Regions from separate parts of the Mus musculus genome. Here region 2 is linked to region 1. The links are chromatin contacts, called in public Hi-C maps. All regions are on one chromosome and are shown on one strand. The core of a region is the stretch at or near the end of the contact, and the rest is flanking DNA. Distances in the headings are between cores, read along the strand shown. Region 1 has its middle 29 kb from the start of Gm32954. Region 2 has its middle 52 kb from the start of Rmdn2.

Region 1 (4,654 bases), core at 239-2,738:
GTACCAACACTGAAGCTGACAGTAGTTTCCTCTCTTCTGTCAGGCCTTGGAGATTTGATATGAATGAAAACTGTAAGAACAAGTCTCTACCTAACCCAGGTTGCTGTGAGGCAGAGAACCCTGGATGAAGCCAGTGTCAAACACCTGATAGGATGGCAAGGACTTAGGGGACAAGTGAGAAGGAGAATACCCTCAACTCAGAGTCGCTGCATAGGATAGCAAGGAGAGCTCCTTCAAAGTGAAACAGACAATGTGTCTCAAGGGACTCAAAGAATCCTACTATCAACAAGGAAACTCCAATAGATTCCCTCAAGCTTTTCATCGACAGCCAGAGAATTGTAGCTAAGACAGAAAACAGTAAATGGAGGAAGTCGATGTGATTGGAAATGAGGGGTAGATGGGTGGTTCAGATATTCCTTTAGTTTTTTCCTTTCCTTTGAAGTGTTTATTTTTTATTTTAATTTAGGTATTTTATTTAATATTCATACATGCATATAATGCGCCTGGATCAGACCCATTGCCTAGTCCCTTCTCTCCAATCCATCCCTTACCAACACTTTCCCTCCCAATGCCATGTTCTCTCTTTCTCTTTGAGACAAGGTCTCTATGTAGACCAGGCTAGCCTTGAAGTCATAGAGATCTGTCTGCCTCTGCCTCCTGAGTTCCGGGATTAAAGGCATGTACTCCTACACCTAGCTCTCCTTTTCTTAATGGACACTTGAAGCTCCCTGTTTATGCATGGGTGTGGAACATCTAGTGGGGCATAGGAAGTGTCTTAGAGCCCTTATCCTTTCTCTTCCCCAGTAATTCTCAAATGCCAGGAGTTCCTCAGGTGGAGGTAGACCCTTAGGGTCCCTTTCCCTCTAGCCTGGGATTTTGGCTGGCTTGCTCTTGTATAATTCTTGTTTGTACAGTCCCAGTGGCTGTGAATTCATAAGTGCAATGGTCCTTACTACTCTGTTTTTTATACCCAGAGGGTACAGACCCAGGAGCCTCAAGGCCACTCTGATTCTCTAGCTTGTCTCAGTGATGTGGCCTTGAGGATCTCGGCACTCTGTGTTCAGGAATGTATTTGGGAAATTATCATCCTGATGATAATCTTTTACAGATATCAAACTTGTATTTAGTTATATGGATGAGCCCATCACAAGGAATAGTGGCACCTAATTTTAGTGCCCCTGTTTACTGGTCTGTGATTTTATTCACATCCATAGAGGAAAAACAACAGGGTAAGGTGTTTAGTGGAAGCATCCCAGTGGGTTATTTTGTAGTGAATGAAAGGAAGGCAGAGGAAGAGTTCAGCAAACCAAGATGACTTGCTGAGGCTACACTGGTGCTGACCTGGAGGAGAGCAGTCACATTTACACACGGAGGCAGCAGTTATTTGCATCCCAGACTGCTTCTTTGTTAGTGCCAGCCTGCAGTAAGTGGGGAGGAAATGCACAATGGAAAATGCTCTGTTTCTGATTCACACCATTGGACGCTGTATTCCATTCTCGTGGAATGCAGGTTTTGGAAATTCCACAAGTGTACCCTCATCTCGAGAATGTAAAAGGCGGTTTTATGTGGATATCAAGCACATAGATCATCGAAATTGGTATTTGAGGTTTGCATACTAGAGGATTTTTTTCTTTTTTTAACTTGAAGCCTGCTTCTTCAGAACTAGAAGGCAACGCCTTGGGATTTTGCAGTTGTTTACATGGTACGTGTGTGTATGTGCCACAGCTCCTTCAAGTGAAAATTATGAAATAAATTTAAATGTGGAGCTGGTAGTGAATCTTTGTTTCTACTCCTACCCTTCATTTTGAACGTCTAGTTTTATCAAGCTTTGGTAATACTAAGGTGCTATTGTTAAAGTACCCTTATCATTTTATACTTACTGACTTGGAAATGGCTAGGAGTAAGTAGTATTGGTATGTAAGTATAAGAACAAGGGAATTTTTATTTAGATTTATCTTTTTATGCATTTTAGTGCTATTTTATAAGATAGAACACACAAATCCATCAGAGTTTTCTACATAAAAATTTGTATTTTTCTTTTTAATATTCAAGACATTTCCATTAGCAAACAAAACATGGCAGCTTCTACTATATAGTGGCTTAGTTCTTTGAAACTGTTCACAATTTCTTTTAAGATTTATTTTAAACTTCTTTAGCCTGTGATTAAATTCTCTTTATATTTCAAGCTACCAAAGTCCCAGCTTCTCTCTCTCTCCCTACCTTCTTTCTCTCTCTTGCTCCTTCCTTTTATTGCGCACTTCCAGATTTTAGTGACATATCTACATCATTGTCCCAGCCTTCATCCCAGCCACATGGTTTTCCAGAGTCCTGATGTCCATGTCTGTCTTCTAGTGTGAGCGCTGGCCTGTTTTCCAAATGTCCAAATCATAGTTGGACAGGTCTAGAAGTTTAATTGAAGACATACAGGGAGTTCTGTGAAAATGAAAAAAGGCATAGTTCATAGCACAAAGGTGGTACTGTGGCTCAAGGGCCAAACCTCAACTTCTGAATTTTGTGCACCCACCTTAGCTCCCTGCTCTGTCATCTGACATACAGCTCTTTCCCTGAAGGAACTCTAGTCATCCTCCTTCAGAGAATTGGTCTCCTGTTCTCTTCTTAGCAAAAAGTGTCCCACAGTATTGTCAACTTCCTAAAAAGGAAATACCTGCCATGAAAAAGTGTGAGCTCAGTCCTCCAAAGGCTGGTCTCAAATAACTGTCTGAGCTAAGTGGCTCCTGTCCATAGTAAGGGATATAACGTTTTCTCTACTTCTATAAGGCTATAGTCATTCTAAGCATGCATTCCATTTATATTACAGAACAGAAGTCAGTAAGATGGACCATGTCATCTATATCTGAGTTTATGAGAGCTTGCCTTCTCTCCAAGTAAAATAAGAGCATGTGTTTTATATTTGAGAAATCAAAAAGTCCTTTCCGTTCTTTTCCCTCCAAATATAGAATCTGTTTCAAAGAGGATAGAGGGCAGATTTAAGGTTTCAAAATAATGAGGGATAATACTGGGGGAGGGGGAGGTCCCAGTTCTATTGAGTGTTAGTAAATTAGGAAACTTTTCTTGAAGAAAGCAAATAAGGACCAAGTATCAAAATCTCTTTGTATTTTAGTTTACATGTATGTGTGTTGTGACATACATGTATGTGTATGTGTGTGTGTGTGTGTGTGCATTCTTGACTGTGGATGTCACAGGCTGGCTATAAGCACAATCTTTTACTTCTCTACTCTTTAGTTTTGAGACAGCATCACTCACTGAATCCAAGGTCAGTGATTCAGCAAGACTAGCTTCCTCTGGTATTAGAGGCATATACCATCATACTTTATATATAAGTTCTGAACATCCCAGTTTATGCTTTCATGGATGACTGAGCCATCTTTTGCAGTCCTTCCATTTCTATCTTATGAGAAACAACATTTGATAATGTTACCTGGGAGCACCGGAGTCAGAATGGATTTGGAATCTTGGCTCTCTAATTTAGTAGCTGGGTGAGTAACCTAAATTCACTCTCTCCACTATGCCCTCCATATTTTTCACAACCTACTTTAATCTAGCTCATGACTCACCAGAGGCAGAGGAAAAGAAAGTTTATTAGGATATGGGGTTCATGGACCTGTTTAAAAATAGTTTTTTGGGGTGATTCCAATCTTCATTGTTATTTGCAGTCCAGACCACTAGCAAACACCAAACACGAATCAGCAGCTGTAGTCCCGTTCTCTCAGCAGATATCACACAAATCAGCAGGGGAAGTTCAACCCTGAAGAAACTGTGAAGCTCGCCAAGTGGCTCAAGTCAGTGGAATTGACAAGACGCTGCAGGAACCTCACACGAAGTTCTTTGGCAAGTTTCTCTCTATGAAATCACCACAATTGAAGCTTAGCCCTACAGTGTAAGGCAAACCGATGCATGTGTGTCATCATGTGTCCATAGTGAGGTGGAGCAAAGCAAACCAATGCTCGAACTCCCACTGTCTGTGGGGTCATATTTATATTCTTTGTAAACATCCTGTGTCCTTTCACATGTTTGCTGTAGCAAAATATCCTTTCACCTGTATCTGCTTCAGCGAAATATTCTTTCACATGTCTGCTCTAGCAAAACATTCTTTCACCTGTCTGCCCCAGCAAAACATCATTTTAAGCTGAGTCTCCAAAGAAACCACAATGTTCCACTTTATAGAAGTACTTAAAATATTACCAAGTGTATAAGTACTCGGTAAATATGAACTACACTTGTGATAATGATTATGATGGTGATGATGGTTATGATGACGGTGATGATGAAGACTGGTGGTGTGATGGTGATGATGTCACCCTTAAAAGCATCTTAAAGACCCCAGAAGAGGCTGCTGAGGATTGCACTGTCTCCCTGACCCTTTACCATCCTCTGTGGTCACTCTCATGGATAGCCAGGAGCAGGACTTTGAGTGGCTTTTATTGTGCAGGATAAACAGGCAGAGCTGAGTCCAACTTAAGGTACAGAGTAAGAGTCTGAGGACCCAGAGGGCAGTGAGCAAAGGAGGCTGTGCAGTGAGGGTGAAGAGGGGAATGGTCTTTATGTCAAAGGTATCCGTGTACGAGCTGTTCATTCTAGGCCTTTAGAACCAAAGTCCTGCATATAGCTCTTCAAACTGACTGGGGTGAGCTGG
Region 2 (4,644 bases), core at 1,247-3,746, 140 kb after region 1:
GAAAGAGTGGGGATACCAGCTATAAGTAAGTATGTCAGTGTATTGGTGGAGGTTGAGGAATGTCATTACCTTGGTTCATTCTTACAAGCCATGAAACCTATATATCTAGGGCAATTCAAGAAGAAAGGAATATTTTAAGTTATATAATAATTTACAAAATCTTTAGGAGAGCCAGAGAACCAGGTTTAGAAATGTTCCAGACAAAATTAGACTTTAATTTCATCAACTGAAACTGTTCACAACTAGGCTTAGGCACTTCAGTATCTGGGTATTGGCTTCCTATTGCTGCTATGGTCTCAGGAGCTGCTGTGCTGCTCCTGTGCTAGTTTAAAGCAACACAGGGTCATTCTTACAGAAGTCTCTGTACATATTTCATTACCAAGGCTGGGCCGTGGCTCAGTGGTAGAGCTCTTACCTAATATACATGAAATCCTTGGGTCATTCTTCAATAGTACCAAATAAAGTAAACAAATTTTAAAAGGTTTTGTGAGGGTTACAGTCTTTTTCAGACAGTTCTGGGTGCATAGGATTTTCTTTGCCTTATCTAGGTCTTAAGGGATGCTGGCATCCTTCTTTTATCAGTGCCACCCAGATAATACAGTAGAGCCTCTCAACCCCCAAATCCTCACCTTTGTCTATTTGAAGTACATATTCTGGTACTGGGGAAACTTGGACATGGATCTCTTTGGGAAGTCAATGTTCTACTTCCCATGGTACTTCAATTAATCTCTCCAACTCCAAGATCAGGATACTCCCTGCCTGTTCCTGAATTGCTGGATGTCACAGTACCCAGAGTAGCTGCAGCACAAGCACGTGTCTTCATTTCCATAGTTTCCAAATCCCAGCCTTGTGTGGTTGACTGTAGTCAGGGAGTCTAGATCACATGAAAATAGCTGCGAGGGAAGCTAGAAAAGCAACATCTAACTTCTTCCTCAGGGATGAACAGGCCCCATGCCTTACACTTACCTAGGTTTATTTTATTTCCTGATTCCTGGATTTTTTTTGTCTTTGTTTTTGTCTTGGTTTGGTTGGGTGGTGATCAGTATAACTTGTCCACATTCTGACCAGAATCTGATTTTTATCTCCTGCTTGCTGCCACGTCAGAGGACTTGGTATGTTTTTTGTTTTCAGTAATACATTCATCTGATCAACAGTTCTGTGCTGATCCATATGACAATTCCAAGTGTTGGCTGGCTGGACATTAATGAAATTATATAGGAACTAAGCTATTCAACTCCACTTCCCCCTTTTCTATATGCAGTTCTGTCTAAATTCTTACTGTTGCCAGAGAAGCCTTGACTCATGGCTCCAGGTTGTCACCCTTGCACAAAGATAGTGGCAGGGTGCTCTGGGGAAAGGATCAGGGCCACATTGGCCTACTTTTCTCCAAATTATTCAAAGAACAACATGTCTACATGTACCTATGAAACACTACTTTTCAAAGCATGGCTCCAGTGCAGTAAACACACATTTTCTTTACTTCTTTTCTTTCTTTCTTTCTTTCTTTCTTTCTTTCTTTCTTTCTTTCTTTCTTTCTTTCTTTCTTTCTTTCTTTCTTTCTTTCTTTCTGATTTATTATATGTATGAGTATACGGTTGCTATATTCTGACACACCAGAAAAGGGCATCAGATCTCATTACAGATGGTAATGAGCCACCATGTGGTTGCTGAGAATTGAACTAGGGGTCTCTGGAAGAGCAGATAGTGCTCTTAGGTGCTGAGCCATCTCTCCAGCCCAACATACATTTTTCAAGCTACAAAAACAAGGCCATTTAACTTTGACATACTACAACCTTTTGTTCTGATCAGTGCTTGATATGACACAGGTTTCTTGAGTGACCCCAGCAGCATTTTAACTTTCAGATATATTTTTAGAAGGGAAAACAACGTTTGTCATGTCCAAAGAACCATGGGTAAAACAACAGATGAGTTTGTACCTTAAAAGTTGCACTTTTTAAACTTTTAAAGCTATCATGGACCAAAGAACTATGTGTGTGTGTGTGTGTGTATGTGTGTGTGTGTGTGTGTGTGTGTGTGTATACATGCTTGTATGCATGTGTATACACACACACACATACACACATACATACATACATACATACATACATACATAAGATGGTAGTAATGATAGGAAAGCGGAATACAGGAAGCTGCAAAAACAACAAAATTCTTAGCATTTTAATGGCTTTATCCAATCAGTATTCACCCCAAATACTAAAAAATAACTCTACAGCACACGCAGGCGTTTGCTTCTCTTTCTTCTCAGACAGCACCCCTAACCATCCCTAAACTGCTTTCCTTTTGTTCTGAGTTGCTCACTAAGCTGCATAAGGAGAAGGAGAATCTTTATGAGCAGGTGTTGCAATCAAATAAAACTGACAACAAAAGAAATGGTGGCAGATAATCACGAGAGGGGCAATCCAGCCTGGAGGATGATCAGCCGAGGATGCTAAGCAGCAGAGCCCATAAATGACTGTAATTACTTGTCTTTTAACACAGCCAAACCATCTCGCTCTACCTCTTAGAAATGCTCCAGGATCTAAAAATAGACTATGCACAGCATCTCATTCACATGGAATTCAGCTTAAGTCCTTCTCCAAAGCGACTTAGTTTTGGTCCTGAGTCTCCACTCTTTCTGTCCCTTCCCCCTCTGCAGCCCACTGAGCCAGTTGCTTCGTTGTCCAGTTTTTCTCATCAGAAGACAAAAGCTTGCATCCCCTCCCCATGCCCACCAACATACTACAGTGTGTAATATGCACTTTCCTAAGATTCTGTAATGGAAGCTCTCCAGCCCTGTAGAGATCAGCTGGACCCAGGAACCCTTGTGGCTAAGAACTAGGGGTTAAAAGCTGAGATGGGAGGGGAGTGGACAGGGGCTCTAAAGTTTGTTTTCCATGGTGTTTTGCCTTGACAGTGAGGGAGGGGCTTAACAAGAGCATGGAAAGTAAGTGGCAGCCCCAGCTGGCTGGCAGGCCTGTGTCCTATCATAGCATTAACCTTTGTGACCCCAATGCATGCCATAGGACAATTAAGGCCAGCACAACTGGCCCTAAACTCTTAGTACATGCTTTTCTACACATAGCTCATCCAGAGAGCTATGGAATTCCAGCGAAACCAACCATTTCCACGACTGCCACCACCCCCACAAAGAATTCTGTTAGAAACAGGCAATAGGTTGAATTACTGAATGCTTGCAGCAGAGCCCAGGGAGGAGTTACAAGACAGCTCAGCACCTCCCTTGGAAGTGCAGAAATGTCATCTTCTACCTCCACCCATCCGTCCTGGCGTGTTTTCATACCTTCTCTGTTCTACCTCACTCCCACCCTCTCTCTGGACCTTCAGTCCCTGGAAGTGCCATTTCAAAGGCAGCCACTAGACTTGGAAACAAGAGAAGGCTTGGGAATGCTAAGGATACACAACAAAGACTTTTGTGATTTTTGTGCCCAGATCTCTAACTACTAAGCTCTTCTCTCTGACCTGGACACGGGTCTCCTTTGGTGTCTCAGAGTCTGAAGGCATAGAGTAGTTCTAAAAATCCTCCTGGGACTCTCCCCTTTCTCCTCAGGGAAGCTGGCCATAGATAATGGTACTATCAGCCTCTCTGAGATCTCCTTTGATCATGATGTGAACCATTATCTGTGAGTACCATGTGTCCCCTTCCTGAAACCTCCATTCTCGTTTGTCACTGTTGCCATCCCTTCTCTGGCAACAGAGCACCTGGCCCTGCTCTTCCTGTTAGCTCCGTACTGTGAAAGCATATCATCCAGATCCTACAAAGGTCAGGAGAGGGTGAGAATAGCCAGAAGAGGAGCCAAACATATCTATTTCCATCAAGGATAAATAGCTAACATCTGGGATGCTTAATCTTTGCAATTGCTGGTACTTTCAGCAGTGTCTGACACTCATTCAGCAAATATTTATCCGGAGCTACCTCTGTGTAGCTGCTGTTCTGGAGTCCAGGAAATTAGGGAGAAAACAAACAAACAAACAAACAAACAAAGGCCCTGACCTCATGTTGCTTCTACCCGAGGGAGGAGCTAGGCAGTGGACAAGAAGACAGGAAGATTACAATCAGTTAACGACATACAAATGACATCTTTCTCCCTTCTTCTCTCTTCTTGCCCTGAATTGGTACAACCATGCTTTCTTCTTGATTCTGCACTGCTGAACCTTCGGCCCTTTTCCTTGAGTTGTGCACATCCAAGATTAAGGCCTTCTGCTTATCCTGTCAGGGTGTTTCTTCACTTTCACCCAAGGACCCAATCCAGCTGAGTGTGTTCACCCCCACGAGGGTCTCCTGAGGCTGTGCACTTTGGAAATTGCACTTGTCACTGTTTCGATTGGGGTGAGTCTCTTAGTGCAATGAGAGAAAGGCAGGTTGGTCAGTGGAGAATATAAGACCAAGGGTTTAGCTTTGGGTTTAATAAGAATAAACTCTGATATGAAAAGAAGAGGCAGAGACTCAGTAGCCTCATATAAGAACTGGGGGTGGGGTTGGAGGGTGGCCAGAAAATGAAGAGATTCTGATAAAGATCCATCAAGAGGCTACAAAGTAAACCCACAAGCTGTTGAGTACCAGGAGCCACAGAAAGAAAGCATGGTTTCACAATGACCCCCCCCCCCCCGGAACTTCAAGAATGTTCT

Evidence for each region. Hi-C and Micro-C count contacts between places; a contact is called where the count stands out from the background.
Region 2: a Hi-C map of the C2C12 cell line shows a contact between it and region 1, with 1.8 times the contacts expected there. The contact joins two enhancer-like sites. A contact is called at or near these places in 1 of 15 datasets of contacts at CTCF or cohesin (the NIH/3T3 cell line) and 5 of 484 Hi-C or Micro-C datasets (the C2C12 cell line, embryonic fibroblasts, granulocyte-monocyte progenitors and 2 more).

What each region holds. Positions count from the first base shown.
Region 1 is chr17:79,420,338-79,424,991 of GRCm38.p6, forward strand. No RefSeq gene overlaps it. Among named protein-coding and RNA genes, the nearest start is that of Gm32954, 29 kb to the right of the region's middle. Within about 2 kb of position 1,489, at least 18 of the 459 cell types and tissues checked have an H3K27ac peak or open chromatin away from gene starts, as enhancers often do. A contact at or near this core is called in the C2C12 cell line and embryonic fibroblasts, where this site is marked.
Region 2 is chr17:79,560,950-79,565,593 of GRCm38.p6, forward strand. No RefSeq gene overlaps it. Among named protein-coding and RNA genes, the nearest start is that of Rmdn2, 52 kb to the right of the region's middle. Within about 2 kb of position 2,497, at least 22 of the 459 cell types and tissues checked have an H3K27ac peak or open chromatin away from gene starts, as enhancers often do. A contact at or near this core is called in the C2C12 cell line and embryonic fibroblasts, where this site is marked.